Regions from separate parts of the Mus musculus genome. Here regions 1, 3, 4 and 5 are each linked to region 2. The links are chromatin contacts, called in public promoter capture Hi-C maps. All regions are on one chromosome and are shown on one strand. Each heading gives the region's core, a stretch centred on a gene start, on an enhancer-like site or on the middle of the called end of the contact. The rest is flanking DNA. Distances are from core to core; before and after follow the strand shown.

Region 1 (4,461 bases), core at 1,739-4,238, 1.0 Mb before region 2:
AGGGAAGAAAGACACTGAGATGATGCTCTGAAAACTGACAGCAGTGTGTCCTGTGTTGGCTGGAAGGCCTCCTTTTTCAGTCTACCTTAACTTCGCTTTTCTGTCAGTTACTACATATGTGTATACCCATCTATCCATGATAAACCCCTCTCCAGGCCTGAGGATATATCCTGAAGGATGATAAAATTAAAGCTTAGTGTGCCCCCTCTTATCATATTAGGACAAAAAAGTAACTTGCCCTTTGCAATGCTGGATCCTAAGAACAGATCCTGATATAGGTGCACTATGGCAAGCCTTTGGGTCTTCAGCACTGTTGAGCTAAACAGCAGAGAGAGATGCATTAGCTATGCTGATTCAGGACAAGTGCTGTGTCAGGGACACACATGCTACAGTAAACCACAAGGCAGTTGGAGGTGCGGCAAGCAAAGGGGGATTAGATGAGAGCTCTTAAATTATCCCAGTGGCAAAGGTCAATAACAAGGGTGACAGCTGTCCAAGATTAAACAGGCCAGATGCCCTTTCAGAAGCTGTAAGGTGTGTGTGTGTGTGTGTGTGTGTGTACATGCCCACACACATGTGCATGTGTTACTAGATATATACGTGTGTATGTGGCATGCATATGACTGTGTGTGTGAGGTTGCAATGGGCTTTGTACAAGGTTGTGGCTCTGGCTGTAATGTAATTTTTTTTCATGTAGGGTATATGGGCTGGCCTCAGACTCCCTATGCAGCAAGGAATGACCTTGAACTCCTAATCTTCCTGCCTCCACATTCAGAGCTCTGAGATTATATGTATACACCACCATGATCAATTTATGTGGTACTACAGATGAAACTCAGCCTCATGCAAGTTGGATGGATAGTAAATAGTTCTTGATAACAGGCAGTCACCTCACAGAATCTATACAACAAACACAGATCTTGTCTACCGTGAACCCTTCTTATACAGAAAACCGAGATTTTTATGTCTAAATGACACTCCACCAACAAGGCCCACACAGACCCCACAGAGGGCTGAGTGCCTGATCTGCCACAGATGTGGACTGCAACTAGCTCCATGTAGCATAGCAGACAACCTTGTAAATGTAGGGGATGAATACTATTGCTCCCACCCAATGACTGGATGTTGGACCACCTCTGAGATGTGTGGACATCTGATTTAAAAGTGACCAGCAAAATCCTTGAAAGACTAAAGAGCAAAGTCTTCGAAAGACTAACAACAGTTTGCCTACCCCAGACCTCCTGACAGACTCAAGGTTTGTCAATCAGCTTTCCCTCGCCTTAACAAACTCCCCCAAAAAATAAGTTATGAAGAGAGAAGTTTGGAAGGTTCATTCCATGATCAGTTACCTCAGACGTTTCCAGGCCTGTGATGAGGTGAACAGCAGAGCAGAACTTCGTGATAGGGCAAAAGCTCACCTCATGACTAGAAAGTAAAAAGTGGAGAGAAGAGCCTAGATGGACTCTCCCCTCTGAGGACACACTACCAACAGTCTAACTGCCTCCCAATAAGCCCATTCCCAAGATTCTAGCACCTTCCAGCAGTGCTGAGGTGGGGAGCTAGGCTCTGAGATGTGGAACTTTGGGGGATCCAAACCACAGCATATAGATAGATAGATAGATAGATAGATAGATAGATAGATAGATACCACTAGTAGACTAATAAAAGTACCTGGAGCTTTATTCTAGAATAAATTACTTGGGCTGGTAATGCACTCATGTATTCATGCACCCATGCACTCATGCACTCATGTACCCATGTACTCATGAACCCATGCTATGTGACTTTGAACTTGCATTAACATTAGTCCCAGTAGCATGAGTATAGCACCCAAAGAGTACCCAGCCATAGATAAGAATTTGATCTCTGTATACATTTCTATATAGTTTTTAATAAAGTCCAAAAGGATCTATGGCAATTCTGATACAATCTCCTGTCTCCCTGTGTTCTCGGGTATTTCTCACCCTAGGAGCCTCCTTGGTCTGGGTTCTAGTATAAGAATCTGGCCTGCGTGCTTCCTTCCTGCCTACTTCTTGACTTTTTCTCTTAAGAGAATGAGGAAATAGCAGTCATGAAGAGGACTGTGATAAGTTCTCCATGTTAACAAAACTTATCCTAGCTACTTGAATATATCATTATCTGCCTCACACCTGCTTCATACCTGTCTCACACCTGCCTCACACCTGTCTCACACCTGCCTCACACATTTCGAACTGTATAGTCTCCATACTGAGTGGCTTGTTCAGAAGGTTGCAGAGCAGTCCTTGAACTTGTACAAACTCAGTTTCCTGTTTATCTATCCTGAGTTGCTCTGGGATTTCCCATTTGTAAGTTTCTTTTTAATGTATCAGTTCTCTTTAATTTTTCCCAAAATTTCTTAGTTCAATTCACTGGGATTTTTCAGATTCTTTTGGCTACCTGCCTTCTGCCCTCTAGCCCTCCATATTTCACCCCTCCACACTGCCTCATAAAGACATGAATCCAGGATGCCCTCAAGGATCTGGAACTCCACAAAACACACAGATCCTTCAGACCACAGGAGACTCTACCCAATGCCAGTATTGGGAAAAAGAGACTCCAAACAGCTAGATGGTATGAGAAACATCCCTCCTGGGTCTTACCACAGAAGTGGCAAGGTATAGATATGGCCCAGAATTCATCCCTGTGTAGTCCTAGAAAAACATTTTTTTTTAAACAGGGTTTCATGTAGCTCAGGCTAGCCTTGAACTCAATATGGATGATCTTGACCTCCTGGTCCTCCTGCCTCTACTTCCTGAATGCCGGGGTTTCAGGTCTGGCTTTTAATGCTGGGGGTGGAGTCTAGGGCTTTGTGCTTGCTAGGCAAGTAAGCACTCTACCTACCGAGCTACAGCACCAACCAGAGGAAGTGAATACTGGGCTGAAACTGCCAGAGAGCAGACCAATCAGGTAGTTGGAGAGTGGGTGCCTGGGTGGACTTCCTCACCAGCCCTGGAGGCCCCAAGAGTGCAGGGGCCCTCTCAAATTGCTAAGGGCAAGGAGAGGAACTGAGGTTTGTGAACACTGTGGCTTGTGTTTCCTGTTTCAGCATGCTGCTGTGCGAAAATAACGTCAGTATAAGAAGAAAATGGTGAGGGGGTTTAGAAACTTCTTCAGAAACTCGGCTTGACAGCTTCCCCAGCCTTCTGAGACCAGAGAGACCTAGAAAGAAAGGGCTGAAGGCTCTCCTGAGACACTTGAGACAGAACCTGGGACTTGAGGTAACTGTGGAGGAAGATGCTTTGGGATCTTGGTTTGGATCTGCTGACTTAGGGTGGGGCAGAATACGCTCTGCCATGCCAGCCTCCTGCGTAGCAGCAGGTGGTAGAATGTACTCGATGGGGCTTGTATGACAAAAAAACATCCTGTGCTAGAGACCTCAGGCAACCACAGGGTATGGCTCCCAGCTCTGCTCCGTCTGATGGCTTCGGTTAGGTGTGAGTTGCATGGCTTGGTGTTGGTGTGCTCTGCATCCATAACACAAATTAAATGACTTTTCCCAATCCCTTCAATGTAGGGATCCCTGTAACAGGCTCTTCAGCTCCCGCTGAGAACTCTGAACTAAGAAGGCCAGATTCGTGTAGGAAGCCACCCATCATCTCCTCTGCATACACAGCCAGGAGGTAGGTGCAAAACTGTGGCAAGTCAACATGTCTGTAGTTGAGGGGCAGTGTGCTGCTGTCTTCCTGTGCAGGAAGGAGAGCCTTCCCTAGCCAGTACTAGCCCTTCCTCCGAGCTCTAACTAGGCCCTTTCATGTTGGCCAGGGGTACCTCAGAAACTACAGAAATCCTGGGCAGTGGCCTTGTGACCTTTTTCTGAACTACAGGACCAGTTCCTTTTTTTCTATAGCCTGTCCCTGTCCATCAGACTTTCCATAGCCTACTTGCGTTAAAGCAAGCCAGGATGATCCCACCATCCTAGAAGGCTGTGTGGTTCCATACAGGTGTCACGCCACACCCCAGGAGGTGTAGAAGGCTATGGGTTTGGAGACACTCCTCTCTCTAGGGAGCCATTCCTATTGCAACTTCCTAAGCATTAAGACCTAATGATGCAGAGAGTAAAATAGCCATATTTCAGTGGCCCTACAGACAATAGATGGAGAACAGGAAGAGACATCCTCACAGACCTGTTCTCAACCCCTCAGACCTTTCTTCTTCCCGTCTGGAAGGTAGGGAACCTGGGAGCTCCCTCTGGTAAGTCCCACAGTGGGGAGCCTAAGCCCTCACACTTATAATGGCATCTCCTTTCTTCACCTACCTGTTCTTTGACTTCCTGTCTGACCTAATTGAGTTGATGATTACATCCAGACCACACAGAAGTGTTTTGTCCTTGTAACCCAAACTCAGAGACTACAGGAACCACAGTAAAATTATTCCAAGATGGAGCTACAAGCCCTGTTCAGAACTGAGAGTGGGAGTAGGGGAGTCAGAGGGCAAAATTGA
Region 2 (4,075 bases), core at 174-2,673:
ACTATCAACCCAAGTTCCAAGGCTGCACGCCATGTTTACACTGGCAAAACCCAGCTCTTGAGTTAGGTCCCCACAGCCTCTCCAACGGAGAGAGTCGCCTGCTTCTGGAAGGAGAGGGGCCCAGAAGTCTGCTAGGGGGATCTCAGAATTGGGTAGCCTGGTGAACAGGTGTATGCAGCAACTCCCCATCTCCAGGACTGTATGTGCAAGCTGTGGGTCGGAAAGGTTTGGATAGCTCCCTTTGGATCGCTACTCTGAGGACTTTTCGCCTTCTGGGCTTCATGCTAATAAACCATAGGAAACTGCAATCTCTGAGTAAAAAGGTGTCGAAAATTATTCCCCTTCCATCAGTCATAGTAGGACTCTCTCCTCCCAGCTACAAAAACCTCGTGCTTGTGCACAGGTTTCTTGGGTAATGAATCGGCTTGTGATGGAGGACAAGATTGGGAGGGTTTAAAAGAGACAATAGATGCCAAATTTGTACCCGGGACCACTTAGTTCCCTCTGTTTCCCCGGCTGAGTCCAGAAAAACCATCGGACCTTCGTGAGCCATTTGCTCTAGCTGGTTGGCGAGGGTGCATAAGACAGCCCTGCCAAAGGGTTTCTTCTGGTCAGACTTTCCTGCTTAAGGGATGGAAGGTGGAGTTGGCAACGTCCCTGCACCCGAACAGGGCCAGGACCAGTAGCCCAGCTCTGCTGCTACCTCTGGCCTCCCTGCTCCTCAGGACTCCCGGGGAGCCTCCGCGGGGAGGCGGCCAGTGCGCATCAGGAGCGCAGTGCTTGAAGGTGGCCAGCCTGCAGCCACTTTTCGCATGACTTTTCTCACCAAATGCCAGGCTTTCCTGGAGAGGACAGCGGGAGGGCGCGGGAAAAGGCCCCAAAGGCGTAGGCTAGAGATCTCTCCTCCAGAGATGGGGCACACTAGACCCCCTCCAGCCCTGCCCACCTCCCAGGCCCGCAGGCAAGAGAAGCTGGTGAGCGGAGCTCCGGGATGCCCCCGCATCTGTTGGCACCAGGCGGGAGGCGTCTGCAATCACCGCACTCAGAAAAAAAAAAAAAAAAAAAAAAAATCAAAACCCACCTGGGCGACAGAAATCCAAAGGCAGTTCTTACCGTTGGACCGCCGCACGATGTTCTCCAGAAACGTGTTCTGCGGGGCCACTAGTCCCCGCCGGCCGCCAGCCATGGTCATCCTCCCGACTGCCGGACTCTGGGGGCGTCCGGCGCCGTGTCTCACCGCAGCAGGCGGCCGGGTGCGCAGCCCGCAAGCGTTCCTGGCTCCACGCGCCCCATGCGCTCCGCAGCCCCGGAGCGCAGGGGCGGCGGCTGGCTCCCGCTGCCGCCCTCGCTGCGCTCCGCACCTCCCCGCTGCGGCCCGCCCGGGTGTGCGCTCGAGTGCCCCGGGCTCGGTGCGCCGCGGCCGCCTCCCGTGGGCGGAGGGAGCCAGCCGGTCCAGGGCGCCCCCTACCGTGCGCGCATCCCTCGGGGACACAGCCGTAACCAAGAGCCACGGGGTGAGGCTGGAACCGGAGCGGCACCCTCTGGGTGCAGCGGGAAGTGTTATCCAGAGTGTGCCTGGGGTGTGCAGAGCACGGTGAGCAGCTTTATTGGTAAAGTCACATACACACACACACCCGAAAAGGTCACAAGAAGACTCTTTCTTTACGCGGTGTCAGATCGGAGTCAGAACCTTCAGGCTCTGCAAACAGCATGAGCTGCATGTCTATCCAGCTTCCCCAGAATTAACCAACCAAGTGTCTAAGGGCAACAACTTACAGAGTGACTGCCAGATTCAGCTCCCAGGAGCCGTTTTGGTTTGTCTTTACCATCAATGTGCCTGCAGCCTCCTCAGTTGATAAATGGCTTTCACCTGTTTGGCGTCTTCTCTTACAGAGCAATCATTTTACCAAAAAAGAAAAACAACAAAACATGAGTTGGCACATCGGGGTTTCCAGCTACAGTACAATCTCTTAAGATTTGTGTGTAAGGTGAAAAAAACAAAAAAAAAAACAAAAAACGGGAACTGGCTGTCCAGCATCAAAGAGGAGGGCTACTTCTGAAAGCTTCCCAAAGTAAAAGTACATCAGATTTTAATTAAACAGCCATAGCTGTGGCTTGGAGAAGCATCCACAAGGCACAGGTGAAGCAGGTGCGGCTTCACAGCAGGTAGAAATGACTTGGACCTCTTGTTCACTGAAGGAAGAGGGGGTGTTCCAACTGCACATAATGTGTACCTGTCGTTGTGCTGTGCGTGTGGCGGGGGACTGAGACAATGCCCACAGAAGGATGCATTGCTACTTGACTGGTTAGTTTCCAACTGGACAAAGATTCAAAATAAAATGCAAAGATAAACCCGCCGCTGAAGCCCGTGACGCCGGGGCTCACCTCCGGAAACACCTTAATGGTTCGCAAAGACACACTGTCTCAATTTTTTAATCTCAGAAGCAGAGCCAATTCCTTCCAGGCATTCTCTGAGTGGTCGAGCACTGCGGAGAATAGACGGGGGGGGGGGGGGGGGGATCCTGACTTTAAAGTTCTGTGCGGGAGGTCTGCAAAGATGGCTCAGCACCTGAGAGCACTCTTGCAGGAGACCTGCGTTTAGTTCACAGTAGGCCAAAGCCATCTGAAATTTCAGTTCCAGACCATTTGATGCCCTAGTCTGACTTCTTCAGGCACCAAGCATGTGCATAGTACACGTACAAACATGCAGGCAAAACACTCAAACTCACAAAATCTGTCTGAAAAAAAAAAAAATAAGTGCCAAATCAAATGTCATTTTCAGAGTGACTAAATTAATTGGGCCATTATAAATGTCACCTTTCATCTATCTGTGTGGATATAACTCAAGCAACGCTCCTGCCAGCAGAAGATGGCTCGGCAGGACTGGTGTGTGCTATGACTTGAAGGTAAAGCTGCATCTCTCCCACTGGATAACGGCTCCCTGCAGGTTAGAGCTGTGATTTCTTAAACACTGGCTCCGTCTAGTGGTTCTTTGTTCTATTACAAATGAGGTAAACTACTCAAAGAGAACTTGATTTTGATGGCTACCCACTTCATTTGAGTAGGTTCCTTTGAATAAGGCAAGATCTTACAGCTGTGCCATGCATGATGGAAAGTGCTCAAGGGGTAGCTTTACATGATTGTGTGTGTGTGTGTGTGTGTGTGTGTGTGTGTGAGAGAGAGAGAGAGAGAGAGAGAGAGAGAGAGAGAGAGAGAGAGAGAGAGAGACCCTTCAATCAAGATCATGCACCTGTTTGTGGAAGTGAAAACAATGGGGGTTGTGGGGTGGGGAGAGGCATCTGACAGAGAGAGACCATAAAATTTCCCTCCTACTCTGTGGCTTAGATAAAAAGGAACAGGTGTCATTCGTTTGAGGTGAGAGCCTTGGTGGGCTACCTGTTAAAAGGAGCTCAGGAGTAAGCTTCCCATATGAAGTATGCCATTTCTGTGGGTCTCAAAGCAGATGTGTGTATACACCTTTTCAGAGAGTGATTCCCATGGCACACAAAAACTACACTAAAACATCAACAATCTTTAATCACATTGAGAGAGTTCTTTGGGTCTTTGAAAGCACACCCAACGGTACCCTGTATCTGGCTGGTCCTTGGCTCCTCTGACTGAAGGAACAGTCCAATTCTTTCCTGAGACTTACAGGAGGAGGCTGCTCCTGCCCCATCATTCATAGAACACATGGCATGTCTGAAGCCAGCCTGGACACACAAGAAACCTTGTTTTGAAGCACAGACACAAATACACACAGACAGAGACAGACAGAGATGGAAACAGACACACACACACACACACCACGTCTCTATTGAGCTTATAAGCAGAGGATCCAGTAGTTATACTCACAGGAAACCCTGTGATACTCGCTCGGCTCACCCTGAGTCAGTGCTGGGGCAGAGCTGCCTCACTGGGACTCCAGCCTGAACCTAATGACAGGGGAAGGATGTGCAGCTGTGGCCATGACACCTCACTGTGACTAATAACTCATTCGATATTGACAAATTTTGTAAAATTGTGTTATATCCTTCCAAGTGCCCAAAGCAATTACTCATCTTTCTCATTTCCTCTG
Region 3 (4,439 bases), core at 63-2,562, 1.2 Mb before region 2:
CAGCTCCTCTTGAAGTTCTGCCTTTACTTTCCTCAGTGATGGACTGTAATCAGAACTGTGTAATTCAAATAAGCCCTTCCTGTCCCATGATGCTTTTAGTCAAGGTGTCTATCACAGAGACAGGAAGTAGACTAGAACAAGAGACTTCAGAAGGCATAACAAGGAGATGCATACATATTCTATTTGTTGGCATCCATGAGTTTGCCAGAGGCATGCGTAAGAAGTAACAAAAGTGATCACCCCTAGACAGCAAGGCCAGGCTCAAGGGTAGAGGGATAATGCTTTTTAATACAGCTCCTGTCATGGAGCCATGAAAATGCTATTTTTCCAACACTTCGGGGTGACACAAAATAGAAGGCTAACTAGGAAGAACATACGAACGTGTCTAAGGGCTAACAGGATCTGGGGACAGCACAAACAAGAAGAGTTCCTGGGAAGTTGATAGATACTGACCTTCAGGAGGAAAATTCCAGGAGAAAAGTGAGGTTGGAGGTAGCTAGAATATGGCCACATTCAGGTGAGCGTTCCTCATGAAGGTGGTTATGGGAGCGTGGGTGGGCAGCACTGAGAGACTAGAGAAGGAGAAAACAAGATCCAGAAGTCAGAGGCCCGAGGAACCTGAAGAGGGAAAAGAAGACTAGCCAAGGGGCAAGGCAGAGAGATGAAGATGAAGTTCCAGAGGGAACAGGGCATTTCTAGAGGTCTAGTGGTCTCCTGCAGTCTCCCGAGTTATGACTGGGGACAGAATGGGGTTGGGGGCCCAGAGGAGAGGAGAGGAGAGGCATCAGAGATTAGGCTAGAACCTGCCAAACCAGGGGCTTCTCTCCCTCCTCCTTCGGAGACAAAATAATAGGCTCACTGCTCAGCGAGGATGACCACTTCTCAGCAGATACAGATCCGTTCCAGGGCTGGGGGAAGGGGCTTTTAGACCACCTAACCCAGCAACTGCTGTGTAAAGTGGAAACTGAGTCAGGCAGTCCCAGACAGCTTCTCTGCTTTTTTTCTGTTTACACTTCAGGGGGAAATCCACAACTTAATCTCACGTTGTTTTCTGTTATTCACACATCAATGCAGACAACATTTAACACAGCTGTGCCCTCAAACACACAGTGTGTAAACAGCTACTCGGGCATTAAAGGGTTCTTTCTGAGCTTGGCTTTTTTTTTTTTTTTTAATTCCCTAGGAGGGAGGGAGGAAGAGCAGAGCCCAGAAAAGCAAGGAGAGATACAAACCACTCTAGCTACTTTTACTCCCCTTTAAGGCTGCCTGGTTACAGTCCTGGGAAAGAAAACCCCTGTATTCCTCCCCTTTAATTGGGTTTATTGTTAAAGCACTGGGGCAGCTAATCCTCACAGACCTGTAGGAGCAGGCTTGCTGGCCAAGATCACAGACTGGAGCACCTTTCTTGTGAGCCCCTGGGTAAGACAGCCTGTTTCTTCTCTGGTCTCTGGGGAGGTTATCTTGTTGGCACGGAGAGGGAGAGGGTTTGAAGACTCACTTCCTTTCAGCCCCTGTCAGTCTCTCCTGGCTCTTGTAGTCTCAAGGGTAAGTTGTAATGGAAAGAGAAGCTGTATGAGGCCCTAGTAGGTGCTTCCTGGGGGGGATATCTGATCATTCCTCCTGGGCTGGACCAGGAGAACCTTCTGTACTTACGGGCAGAGACAGAAATAGGAGAGCATTGTGCCCAGTGAGCTCGGGTATGGCTGGGGATGGGAGGGGGTAACAGGACCTATAGCTCCTTAGCACCCCTCTTCTAGCTCACCCTTCATTCCTTTACCTCTGGGACCTAACTCGTCTATCAAAGGAGATGGCTTACCCCACCCACACTAGCATCTTTGGTGGGGATGGATAGCTTGTGGATACAAAGGCCATGGTAAATAGCCTGTGGCTGCTCTTTTGGGGGGGCAGATGGCCTCAGGCCTTGCAGCAGGGTCTCGGAGACAGGGTTCAGCTTCCCACCCCAGGTCCAAGGCTGCTGCATAAAGATGCAGGACACAGACATAAGCTAAAGCTTTCAGTCATAGCTGGTCCCTTCACCTTCCCCAGGGGCTCATCTGTTCCTGGAGTCTAAACTTGCCCAGTGTTGCTCTGTGGGGTATTCAGAGTAGGTTCGGATTCACCACCCACGCTAGCCCCTCTCTCCACGTAAGTTTGACGCACAGCTTTAACCCTGAGACTAGAGGAGGTGGTTGCAGGGCCAGCTGCAGTGTGAGCCTGGCCAGCCTCCTGCTCTGGAAACAGAAAATTGATCAAGAGGAAAAATCTCTGAGCTGGGTCAAGAGGGTCAAGCGGGTTCTGTCTCGGTTAAGGAATCTTTCCAGGTCACAGAGCACGGTTGGGCTGGGACCATCATTCCTGTGGACCTGAGCTAAGCCAGTGCCAAGGATGAGAACCAGAGTACAAAGTGCTTAGTAATAGCTGATACTGCCACGCTTTGCAGCTGGCAATGGGCTTTTAATCCATCCAGTGATGTGCTAGATGGTCCCCTGCAACCCATTTAGTATATAGCTCAGAGAAGTAAGGTGACTGATATAGCTATAAAGCCAGCATCCCTTGTGTCCTGGCAGCATTTGAACACCAGTCTTTTCCATGTTGCTGTGATGTGTGTGTGTGTGTGTGTGTGTGTGTGTGTGTGTAAAAGAGCCCTGTTTAAAGATGACGGAAACTTTGGGAAAAACCTGAAGGCTGAGGAGGCAAAGGTTTAAGATGGATCCAGGAGCAGCTCAGGTAAGAGACACTGCTCCCCAGCTTCAACAACGAGGATTTGAACACTGCAGGAGACTCAGCCTTTGTCAGATCATTGAAGCCATGTGTCTCCCAGGAATAAGTCAGGTGCTATGCAGCATGACAGTGTCAGAAAGAGGAAGGATAAGATGAGCACCATGCCATGGGCCACCTCCAGAAGAGGCAACAGGTCCTGTGGTACAGTGACAAGGACACTGGAAGCCTTAGAACGGCCACGTACTATCTGTTTGACTCAGGGCATCTCCCCCTGAACATTGTTATCCATCAGTATCTCAGCTATAAAATGGTGTGAGGTGGATCCACAGCAGGGATCATGCCTGCAAAGTGCCTAGTACCACCCTGCCCAGGGGCTCAGTCCTTGCCTAAATAGTCCCCAAGGCCTGGGAGCAATTCTGGTTGAAGGGAACAAAAAGCCTTCTTCTCCAAAAGGAGGGCTCTTCTCTGTTCCCTCTCCCCCATACACATGCACACCCAGCCAGAAATAAACTGCCACACGGAGTGCGTGCGAGTGACGGCGCCCAGCCGCAGCAGCCTGCCAGCGCCAGGGAGTGAATGAGCTGAGGCATGAATGAGAGGAGGAGCAATGGAGTCTGAGGAAAGGCTGTGGCTGCTGCTACAACTGCAGGCACGCCGCCATGCCATGGTCCGCAGGCAGCAAGGGGGGCTGGGGCAAAGCAGCTGCCAGCCAGAAAATAGCAATGGGGGCAGGACTGCACAGCCTGTCCCTGAGTGTCAGAGCTATGTCCCCAGACAGAAGGTTTGTAACTCCAAGCATCTTGATGCAATATCCTGGGTCCCCCCTGTCTGTACTCTGCATTTCTCCAATATGGTCCTTGTTGGCCCCTCTGAAAGCCCCAGCCAAGGTGATGAAATTCAATGGGAATGAGTCCCAGGCCTGCACAGAGGAGTCACCTCATGCATGAGTGCTAGGTATCATAGCCATCAATGTGTGACACACACAGACACACAAGTGATGGCCATTAACTCCTCAGAATGGACAGCAATATGTGACATGTGGAGAAACCTACTCAGGCTGGTTTTCCTCCCTGTTGAAAGATGCCTGGTTTCTCAGCTGAAGACCATGTGAATTATGGAGTTTGCACTTGGGGCTGGGCTATCAGAAAGTGGTCTGTCTTCTAGTCCTTCAGAACTACAGGGAGATGTAGCTCACATTATAAGGGCCCTGGGAGAGCAGTGATGGGGCGGAGGAAGCAGCTTCACATCTCCTGCAATGCCATCCCTATGGGGATGTCCCCAGTGGATAAACCATCACCTGCTGCCCCCGCTCTTCTCTCATGCTTAGTGTTTGACTCGGGTACCATGCTGTAGGTATGCCAGCTGGTGCTGGAGCAGATGCACATGCCCTTTGATGCATTTGATCTCGTGGGAGTACAGTGTAGTAGAATGATGATAGGTGTTCCCATTCTGCAGATGATGTAAACTGAGGAGGCCAGTGTGCTTTTGACTAATGCTGTCACCTGTGTGCCAACCTCTCAGCCACCAGAGCAAGCCACGGAGAGTGCTCTTGCTTCTGCCTGAGACATGCGCACTCAGCCTTAAGCTGACTTGTCGAGCAGTAGGGTGATTTGGTTGAGTTTACAGGTGGAAATTACATGTGAATTTTCATCCAAAATAAACTCCAGGCCAACTGAAACTCTCCAGTTATTTTGTGAACAGAAATGTACATGCAGAGC
Region 4 (3,913 bases), core at 796-3,295, 1.1 Mb before region 2:
TATACATGTATGAAAAGTTCACACTATATTTTTAGTAAAAAAAAAAAAAAAAAAAAAAAAAAAAAAAAAAAAAGAAAGGGGGAGCATTTCAGTATCCAGCAGTGATCCTAACACATGACCGGTGCCATCTACATGTGGCTTTAGAATCAATCTGGAGACATACACTGAGCCATGTAAACTCTGTGTCAACTCTTGGGGCCTGTGTAGTGCCCGGATGAGGCTGTTGGCTGAGCCATTGGTGGAATATGGAGAAAGTACGTCATTTCCACTTTGTCTGCACAGCTGACCGACTGAGCCATTACCAGAAAGCAAGCAGCCAGAGTTTCAGAACAAAGGCTCTGGGGAAAGCTTGAGAGTGAGAGATGGGGACTCAGGAAACCACACATCACCCTTGGGTGAGGACAAGAAGACCCAGGGAGCCTTCTGAGAGAGTCAGAGGAGCCTCTTCCTCCTGAACTACAGAGAGATGGGAGGAAGGAAAGGATGCTTACCAAGCCACAGGAGGAAAAATGCTGTCATCCTGAGCCAGTGCAGGTCCTCAGAGGGGTCGCCTAGAACAAAGCAAAGCATCCTGGATGGTCAAGCTCCCTCCCCACCCTTTCTTCATTGTGCTAGACCACTGTCCTCACCAGGTCCTCATCCTGGATCTTCACAAAGACACTTTGGAGCAGTGGGCACATTTGTAGCCAATGGCAAGAACCTGCGAGGGAGCCCTGGGGAAATCCCAGGATCAGCTTCCTCTTCTGAACTGTGTGGAAACATGGGGACTGTGCAGGAGGAGGGAGGACATCCCATTGCAGCAGATAACTAAAGGGAGGTCTAAGGCTTTGTTTCTGCAGAGGGGGGGGGGGGGGACAGGCTTCTCAGGGCTTCAAACCAGGCTTAGGTACAAGCCAAAAGCACCCAAGCCAAAGGTGCTGAAAGTCTAGAGGCAGGTCATTTCCTGAGTTGACAGGGTCTCCAGGATTACAAGGCTACAGTGCAGGTGAAGCTGTGGTAGCCACAATTCTAGGAAAACCAGGCTGCAGGAATGCTATGGGAAGAAGAGAGATCTTTAAAAGCCACCTGGGGTGCCTTGGGGAGAGGTGAGGTGGCACTGTGGGAAAACATGGGTGCTGTGGGGAGGGGGGAGGTGCTGTGGGGAGAGGTAGGGTGCTGTGGGGAAAGGTGGGGTGCCGTGGGGAGAGGTGGGGTGCTGTGGGGAAAGGTGGGGTGCCGTGGGGAGAGGTGGGGTGCTGTGGGGAGAGGTGGGGTGCTGTGGGGAGAGGTGGACCCGACAGTTTTAAGAAAAGTAAGAGCATCTCAAAGCATCTCCCGTTCTGAACAAAAGCACAGAAGGCAGCTGGAAACAGTGCAGGAGGCAGGCCCACTTCAGAGGCATGCACCACCCTTCCTCCACTGGTCAGCCTAATGACATCCAAGCAGCTGGGGAAGAAAGATGGATGGTGGTCAGGCAGAGGGGAACCAGCAGCCTTTCTGCCATTACATCCCAATGCTTCGATGGATGTCCTTCCTACAGAGCAGTCGGGAACCCAAGCTGGGACTGTGGCCTGAGGTCTCAGGGCCACTGAGGGTCAAAGACAGAAAGCATCCCTGACATTTCGCAGTACTCTCTGCACTCATGCCCCAGCTGAAAACCCACCAAGAATGAGGCTGAGCAGAGCCCGGCCATGACCATTCCTCCCACCTTGCCTTCGTACTAAGCCCAGATTTTAGCTGCTTTCTTCTAAGTCGCCAGCAGCTTATCAGCCATGAAAAGCAGTTCAAACAGCCGCAGACGTTTACCCAGGTGTTCTCAGGTGAGCTCCCAGAGGAGTGCTGCATGGGCCCTGCAATCGGCCTTGGCCCCAGACCTGCTCCATCCACCCCCACAGGACAGGTAAGGCGGAAAACCTACCTCACCCTGAGCTCCTATGCTCCCCTGCCTTTCTCCAGATCCCTCTCGGAGAGCTCCCTGGGAATGTGGGGTCCCCTCTCTTGGCTCCACAGTTTTAAACAACAGCCTCACCTCTGGAGACTCCCTGGCTGGGTGTAGCCCCACTGCTGGCGGCCTCAGGAATCTGGCAGCTGCCACGCCCATCTGATGTCACTGCACCCCCACCCTCAGGACAGGACTAGGCAAGTGGGTTGGTCTTGGAGGCTTCCTGCCCTTAGGTGTCTAGAGGGCTGGAAGGTGCTGGAAACAGACAGCAACAGGGGCTTCAGAAATGGGGGGGGGGGGTGTTGTCCTTGGGGCAGGGAAATTTGGCACCTTCCCAAGTCTAGTAGGTGTCAGCTTCCTCTTAAGTCCCAGACTACCCTGGATAGAAGACCAACCGGGCAGGTGACACACAGCATATAGTGGATCGTGTTAGGGTTTGGGCATGTCACTGGGCTGGACAGTAGACCCAAATATTCAGAACCCTGGAAAGCACCATAATCATCCCAAAGAAAAAATGTGGAAAATCCCAAGTTCCAGGGAAGTTTGGGGGGCGGGGGAAGAATGCCCTTAAAAGCTCAGGAAGTGGACAAAGCCCAGTTTTCCCACAGAAGTTGAACAGAGCAGCCTGCATTCTGAGCCTCACGCTCCCTTGGCACTGCTGGCAAGGAGCCCCAGGACAGGTAACTGCCTGTGAGTCACTGTCCCAGCTGCTCCTGAGCCCCACCCTCCTGGGCAGGAATGCCAGCCTGCAGGGCCAGGAAATAGACCTGACCAGGGGTGGGAGAAGGCTGAGGCACAGCTAGGCTACTAAAGCCAAGGCAGGCTTCCCCTGGCACCAGCCAGGCCCAGGAACATAGTCCCTTTGTGGGGTCTCATGGGCTCCAGCCACTAAGTGCAGAAGCAGGACCAGGAGGAAAGAATACTTCCCCTTCAGGTTGGGTCAGAGAGCATCTCAGCAAACCTGGAAAGTCATGGATCCTGTCCTGGTCCTGAAGACACTGATTTTTTTTTTTAACACACTTTCCTCAAAGTCACAATTTGAAGGAGACTCTCTTTTTCTGAGTCAGGGTTCCACATACCCTAGGCTGGCATTAAAGTCACTAAAAAAGTCAACAAGGACCGTGATTTTCTGATTCTCCTGCCTCCACCTCCCAAGTGCAAGGATTACAGGTATGCACACCATGCACAGTGTACATTATGCTGAGCACAGAACCGAGGACTTCATTTGTGCTGGATCAGGCACTCTACCGCTGAGATCCATCCCCAGCCATAAGCAAGACTCTGCAATGTCCCTATTCCAGTGTGCCAATGTTTCCTTTAAATTAGAGGGATACACCTGAGATCCCTTAAAGGGAAAAGTAGAATGTTCTGTGGACTGAACTGGATATGTCTTACCCTGAGCTTCACATGTAGATGAAGCTCAGATGGAGAAATCCTGAAGTTAGCAAACAGACAAGGGGCTGTTTAGAGGCATAGCCAATGCTCCAGCAAGGGGATAGGGACAGCATTCTGATTAAGTCTGGTTTAATTCTGCAAAGTGAGGACACACAGCTTCCATCATCAGTCCTTGAGGGGCACAGTGAGACCCCTATCAGTTCTGGCAGGGAAGGGTCACCTTTGATAGCTTGGGTTTTGAGAACCCACCTCCATCACTTGGTCTATTTCATTTCCACTGCCCAAGTCTAGACTCCAGGAAATCTCCCCTTAACCAGCGGATGTGACAAAGAGCTCAATAATAATTAGTTCAGCCTGCAGAAAAGCTTAGGTGTGGAAGCCCTGATCTCGGAGGAGGGGCAGGGAAGAGGGATAGGCTGCACTGTGAATGGCTGGTCCCTATAAACTCCCCTTTTCCCCCCTTTTCCCCTCCACACACCTTTCTGAGCCCAGAAGCCCAGGTAAATAAGCATTTGGTGTCTCAGCCTTTGCAAGCTGGGGCAGGTCCCAGGTTTGGCTTCATAGGAGACAAACATCAGCTGCTCTGCAAAGGCCTCC
Region 5 (3,940 bases), core at 281-2,780, 1.1 Mb after region 2:
GTCACATTTGTCTATTCCTACATGTAAATGTTCTCATTATCTTAGCATTTTTCTATAATCAGATAAACCCTCTTAGTTACAGTCATCTCCCAAGATAACTATTAAAAACATTAAGTGCCGTTTCTCTCCTTGCCTTACTTCTAAGGAGAGAATAACACAGGAGCTACTATTCCCAAAACTGGGGTATAAAACTACAATCCAAGGAAGGTTTCTTCATTATTCTTTCCCTTAACCACTGTTGTTTTAGTTTTTGATGCTGACAACCTCTATATTTACTCTGCACTCTTGTCATTGGTCATGAATGTGCTGTTACAAGCTTGAAACTTTCCCCTACATATAGGCTGTTTATCTGCTTGAGTTAGCAGTCCTTCGATCTCTAGTGTCTTTTCCCAGAAACCATCATATTCAGGGGTACACAAAATATAGGAGAAATAAGTGTGTTCTAAGGGTTTATGGGTGCCGGGGGAGCAACAGGATGCACAGGTTCTACGTAGCCCTGGCTTGTCTGGAACTCACGGCGTGGACCAGACTAGTCTCGAACTCACAGAGATTTGCATGCCCCTGCCTTCCGAGTACTTGGCATACACTGTCATGACCAGCTCAACTAGAACTTGGTAAAATTTAACACCAAGACAGCTTCTTCATCTATTTTCAACTTAAAAAGAAAATGTTTTCTCCCCGAATCCACACGATGTTATAAAAACAAACAAAAACAATAACAATGACCAAAAACCTAGCCAGATGACTGACTTCAAGGATTATCATTTCCTGGAGAATTCCTCATACCAACCAGCAAAGTTGCGCTGGCCCACAGGAGAGCGACTTTGTCTTTACTGCGCACTTAACTACCAAAAGAAATGTTTTGTAAAACACAAGATTTGAAAGCTTGCTATGAAAGCAAAATGTGATGCCTTGTTTATACGTATAGCGCTGTACATGTTCAAGAATATGGGTACACTTAATACCGCCTGCTTCTTAAGATTACATACGTGTTCGCCCTGTATGTTCCTGACAGGAAGCAGCACCCAGGCGGCACTAGCATCTAGTTGCCTTCCCTGGCATTTCCCAAGCCAGTCTTGGGCATCGTTCCATCTGCGAAGGCCTGACATGGGCCCCGAGCCAGAGCCAGGATGCGCTGGGTGAGGACCGGGAAAGAGGGGTCCGTACCCACTGTGCGTCCCGCAGCGCGAGCTCGCGGACGTCCTCCGGCAGCACGGCCCCGAGCTCCTGCACGAAGCGACCGCACATCTCCATCACTTCCATCACCGCCCTCTTCAAGGTGCAGCGCACTCGGAAGTCCTCTAGGGGAGAGTCTGCTGCCGTGGCCTGAGGGTCTGAGGCGGCCTGGGCATCGTGGTCCTGCGGGGCGGAGACGAGCACTGTTTCAGAGACAGCCGCCATCTTCCCGGTTTAAACTAAGGCGGGAATCGCTGAGACCGGAAGGATGCTTCCCTCCCTGGAACGCTCCTGCACGCGTCCGACTGGAAACCCGATCCGCCGCCGCCGCAAGGTTCCGCCTCGGGTTCCGCGGCCCCAGAGTTCCGCCGCCTGGCTTGCAGTCGAGAAGCCTGCAGGAGTAGCTATGGGTTTGGGGTTAGTGGACTGTCACTGCCATCTCTCCGCCTCGGACTTTGACAACGTATGTGAGGGGGACTTGGGGCTTGCGGGAGTCGGGAGGGCCGTGTCTCCTTTCCCGCAAGTTTTTCTCCCCCAAATCCTCAGACCGTACCTAGTCTATGGCGACCCTTTCGAACCAGCGTCCTGGAACTGACATTCCTCATCTTACACGGCGGTTAACTATTTCTATGAAGCTTTAGTTTGTCGTCTCAACACCCCTTTCTCCTACCACTCTTGAGGTGTGCTGATCCATCCAAGCCCTTAGCAGAGGTTCTAGTTCTGGCCCGGCAGAGGGACAAACAAAAATAATAACACTTGATGGAGTGAATGTGTAGGGATGGAAATAGGTTTTACCGGCTACATTGGGGAAAGTGAAGAGGAAGGAGAAGTAGGTGCCTTTTTCTTAGGAGGTGACGCTTAGGGTGTGAGTGTATGGTAGTGATGAACACCGGCAGGTTGTAGACCTCCCATACATTATAGAATTTGATCTGTTTTAGTTAACCAGCAGCTGGAAACACTTAATAAAGGAGAAATTTCCAGGAGCTGGGAAGGGTAGGTCAAGGTCAGTAAGACATTTGGATTGCATTAGATGCACAGTCTTAACCCTTAAAAGTTTAAAAACAAACCCATTTTAAATATATATAGAGAGCGAATATTCTGAAGACAAATTTGCTGCTGAGTGGCAAAAAGGTGGAGGAGAGAAAGTGAGAGCATTTAGGAAACGTCTCAGTTTACAGACAAGAGCTGGTAGAAGCCAGTACAGTGAGAATATCATGAGAATACCATGTACTCAACAAATTTTAGGAATAACACCAACAGTACATGCATGCCTTGGATAAGAACAGCAAGGGGAGGAAGAAATCGAGCATGACTTAGATTTCAGTTTGTGCTTCCTGTAAGGAAGATGGTGATGGCCTTTGCTGAGACGAGAAAAGGTTTGGGATCAGAGTGGGCAGGTGGGCAGCTGGAAATCCTAGTGGGGGGATATTGGTTAAGTCTGATCTCATCCAAGTGGAAAGATTAGAATACATAATCATTTCAAATGTGAGTCGTGGGTCTTGGAGAGAGTAAAAACTCTGTAAGTTGGAGATTCAGCATGGTATCAAAAACCACGAGAAGGGGAGGATATAGCTTAGTGATAGAGATCTTACATAGTGTGGTCGAGGATGTTAAACAAACAAAGGAAAAAGGCAGAATCCCTTAAGGCAAGTGGAAAGAGAACAGAAGAGCTTGAAGTCACAAAAAGGACAGAGAATCAGTCAAGGAGACTGAAGAGTTACCTACCACTAGGCTGTGAAAGCAAATCATGAGGGAAATGTCCAGAAGCCTCTGAGGGACAGAGTGAGAGAGGACAGGAAAGCTCTGTGTGTTTGGCAACAGAGATCTCTGTTTTGATATAGTGTGCATCATGGACTGTGAGAGTAAGGAGGAGGGTGACTTCATTTTCTGCCACTCTGTTCCTTGCTAACAATGTTGTCCTTAATGGTGCCTCTGCTGCCTGTATATGGACCAAGAGCAGTTAATTACTCGTGTAAAACAAACGTGGTTGCTTCTGTTTGTTGTAGGATCTGGATGATGTGTTGGAGAAAGCCAGGAAGGTAAGCTAGAATCCATATCCCCCCCCCTTTTGTGCCCTTCCTGTTTCATTCAACATACTGTTTTTAGGGACCAAGTAGGCAGACTCTGCTGTTTCCGTGGTCAGCAGTATATTTAAGCTCTCACTCTGTGCCAGCCACAGAGCTAACCCCCCACTGAACTTTAGATCATTTAAAGTCTCACCTTCTGAGGAAGTTACTCTTTTATAGTCATATATTCTCCATTTGATAGATGAGGAATCTAATGTCTGCAGGTTAGTAGCAGGACAAAGGCACATGCTAATGAAATGATAGAGACATGCTGGTCTGATTTAAAAATGTGTCCCTACAGCCACCATGCTTAGCAGCACTGGAGAATGGGGCAGTCAGTCTTTTGAGTTTTAAAGTCATATTATTTTGGAGATCAAGGGTGTATTACAGTCTTTGGAAACATTTTGGTTTGTTAGAAAAAGTTATCAAGGGCTGTAGAGATGTCTCAGTGGAGAAAAGCACTTGCAAGTCTGATATTGCAAGCTCAATTCCTGGGACTGCAGTGGAAGCACAGAACTGACTCCAACTCCAGAAAGGTGTCCTCTGATTTCCACTCACTGCATGCGGTGTGTACACAGTGCACACACACACACATACTGCAGGCACACACATAGAGAATAAAATTTAAAAGTAAAAATTACAGAATCTTGGAAGTATTTCTGGAATTACGTGTACACTGCCATTGTGGCAGCTTAACT

Evidence for each region. Promoter capture Hi-C pulls out the DNA fragments that hold promoters and counts their contacts.
Region 1: a promoter capture Hi-C map of embryonic stem cells shows a contact between it and region 2, with 3 times the contacts expected there. The contact joins the promoter of Traf3ip3 here to the promoter of Kcnh1 in region 2. A contact is called at or near these places in 2 of 39 promoter capture datasets (embryonic stem cells and liver).
Region 3: a promoter capture Hi-C map of pre-B cells shows a contact between it and region 2, with 5 times the contacts expected there. The contact joins the promoter of Camk1g here to the promoter of Kcnh1 in region 2. A contact is called at or near these places in 3 of 39 promoter capture datasets (embryonic stem cells, liver and pre-B cells).
Region 4: a contact with region 2 is called in a promoter capture Hi-C map of stem cell-derived epiblast-like cells, with 4 times the contacts expected there. The contact joins the promoter of Lamb3 here to the promoter of Kcnh1 in region 2. A contact is called at or near these places in 2 of 39 promoter capture datasets (frontonasal cranial neural crest and stem cell-derived epiblast-like cells).
Region 5: a promoter capture Hi-C map of pre-B cells shows a contact between it and region 2, with 2.6 times the contacts expected there. The contact joins the promoter of Tatdn3 here to the promoter of Kcnh1 in region 2. A contact is called at or near these places in 2 of 39 promoter capture datasets (pre-B cells and stem cell-derived epiblast-like cells).

What each region holds. Positions count from the first base shown.
Region 1 is chr1:193,200,073-193,204,533 of GRCm38.p6, reverse strand. Traf3ip3 (TRAF3 interacting protein 3) reads left to right here and starts at 2,988. Exons shown (of 16, transcript NM_153137.4): 1 at 2,988-3,239; 2 at 3,536-3,641.
Region 2 is chr1:192,188,125-192,192,199 of GRCm38.p6, reverse strand. Kcnh1 (potassium voltage-gated channel, subfamily H (eag-related), member 1) reads right to left here and starts at 1,423. Exons shown (of 11, transcript NM_001038607.2): 1 at 1,114-1,423. The coding sequence starts at 1,192.
Region 3 is chr1:193,367,155-193,371,593 of GRCm38.p6, reverse strand. Camk1g (calcium/calmodulin-dependent protein kinase I gamma) reads left to right here and starts at 1,312. Exons shown (of 13, transcript NM_144817.2): 1 at 1,312-1,419.
Region 4 is chr1:193,300,126-193,304,038 of GRCm38.p6, reverse strand. It overlaps Lamb3 (laminin, beta 3), which reads right to left and starts at 2,045. Exons shown (of 23, transcript NM_008484.2): 1 at 1,898-2,045; 2 at 492-551. The coding sequence starts at 519.
Region 5 is chr1:191,060,500-191,064,439 of GRCm38.p6, reverse strand. It overlaps Tatdn3 (TatD DNase domain containing 3), which reads left to right and starts at 1,530. Exons shown (of 10, transcript NM_001357166.1): 1 at 1,530-1,639; 2 at 3,183-3,215. The coding sequence starts at 1,583. Nsl1 (NSL1, MIS12 kinetochore complex component) reads right to left here and starts at 1,419. Exons shown (of 6, transcript NM_198654.3): 1 at 1,168-1,419. The coding sequence starts at 1,401.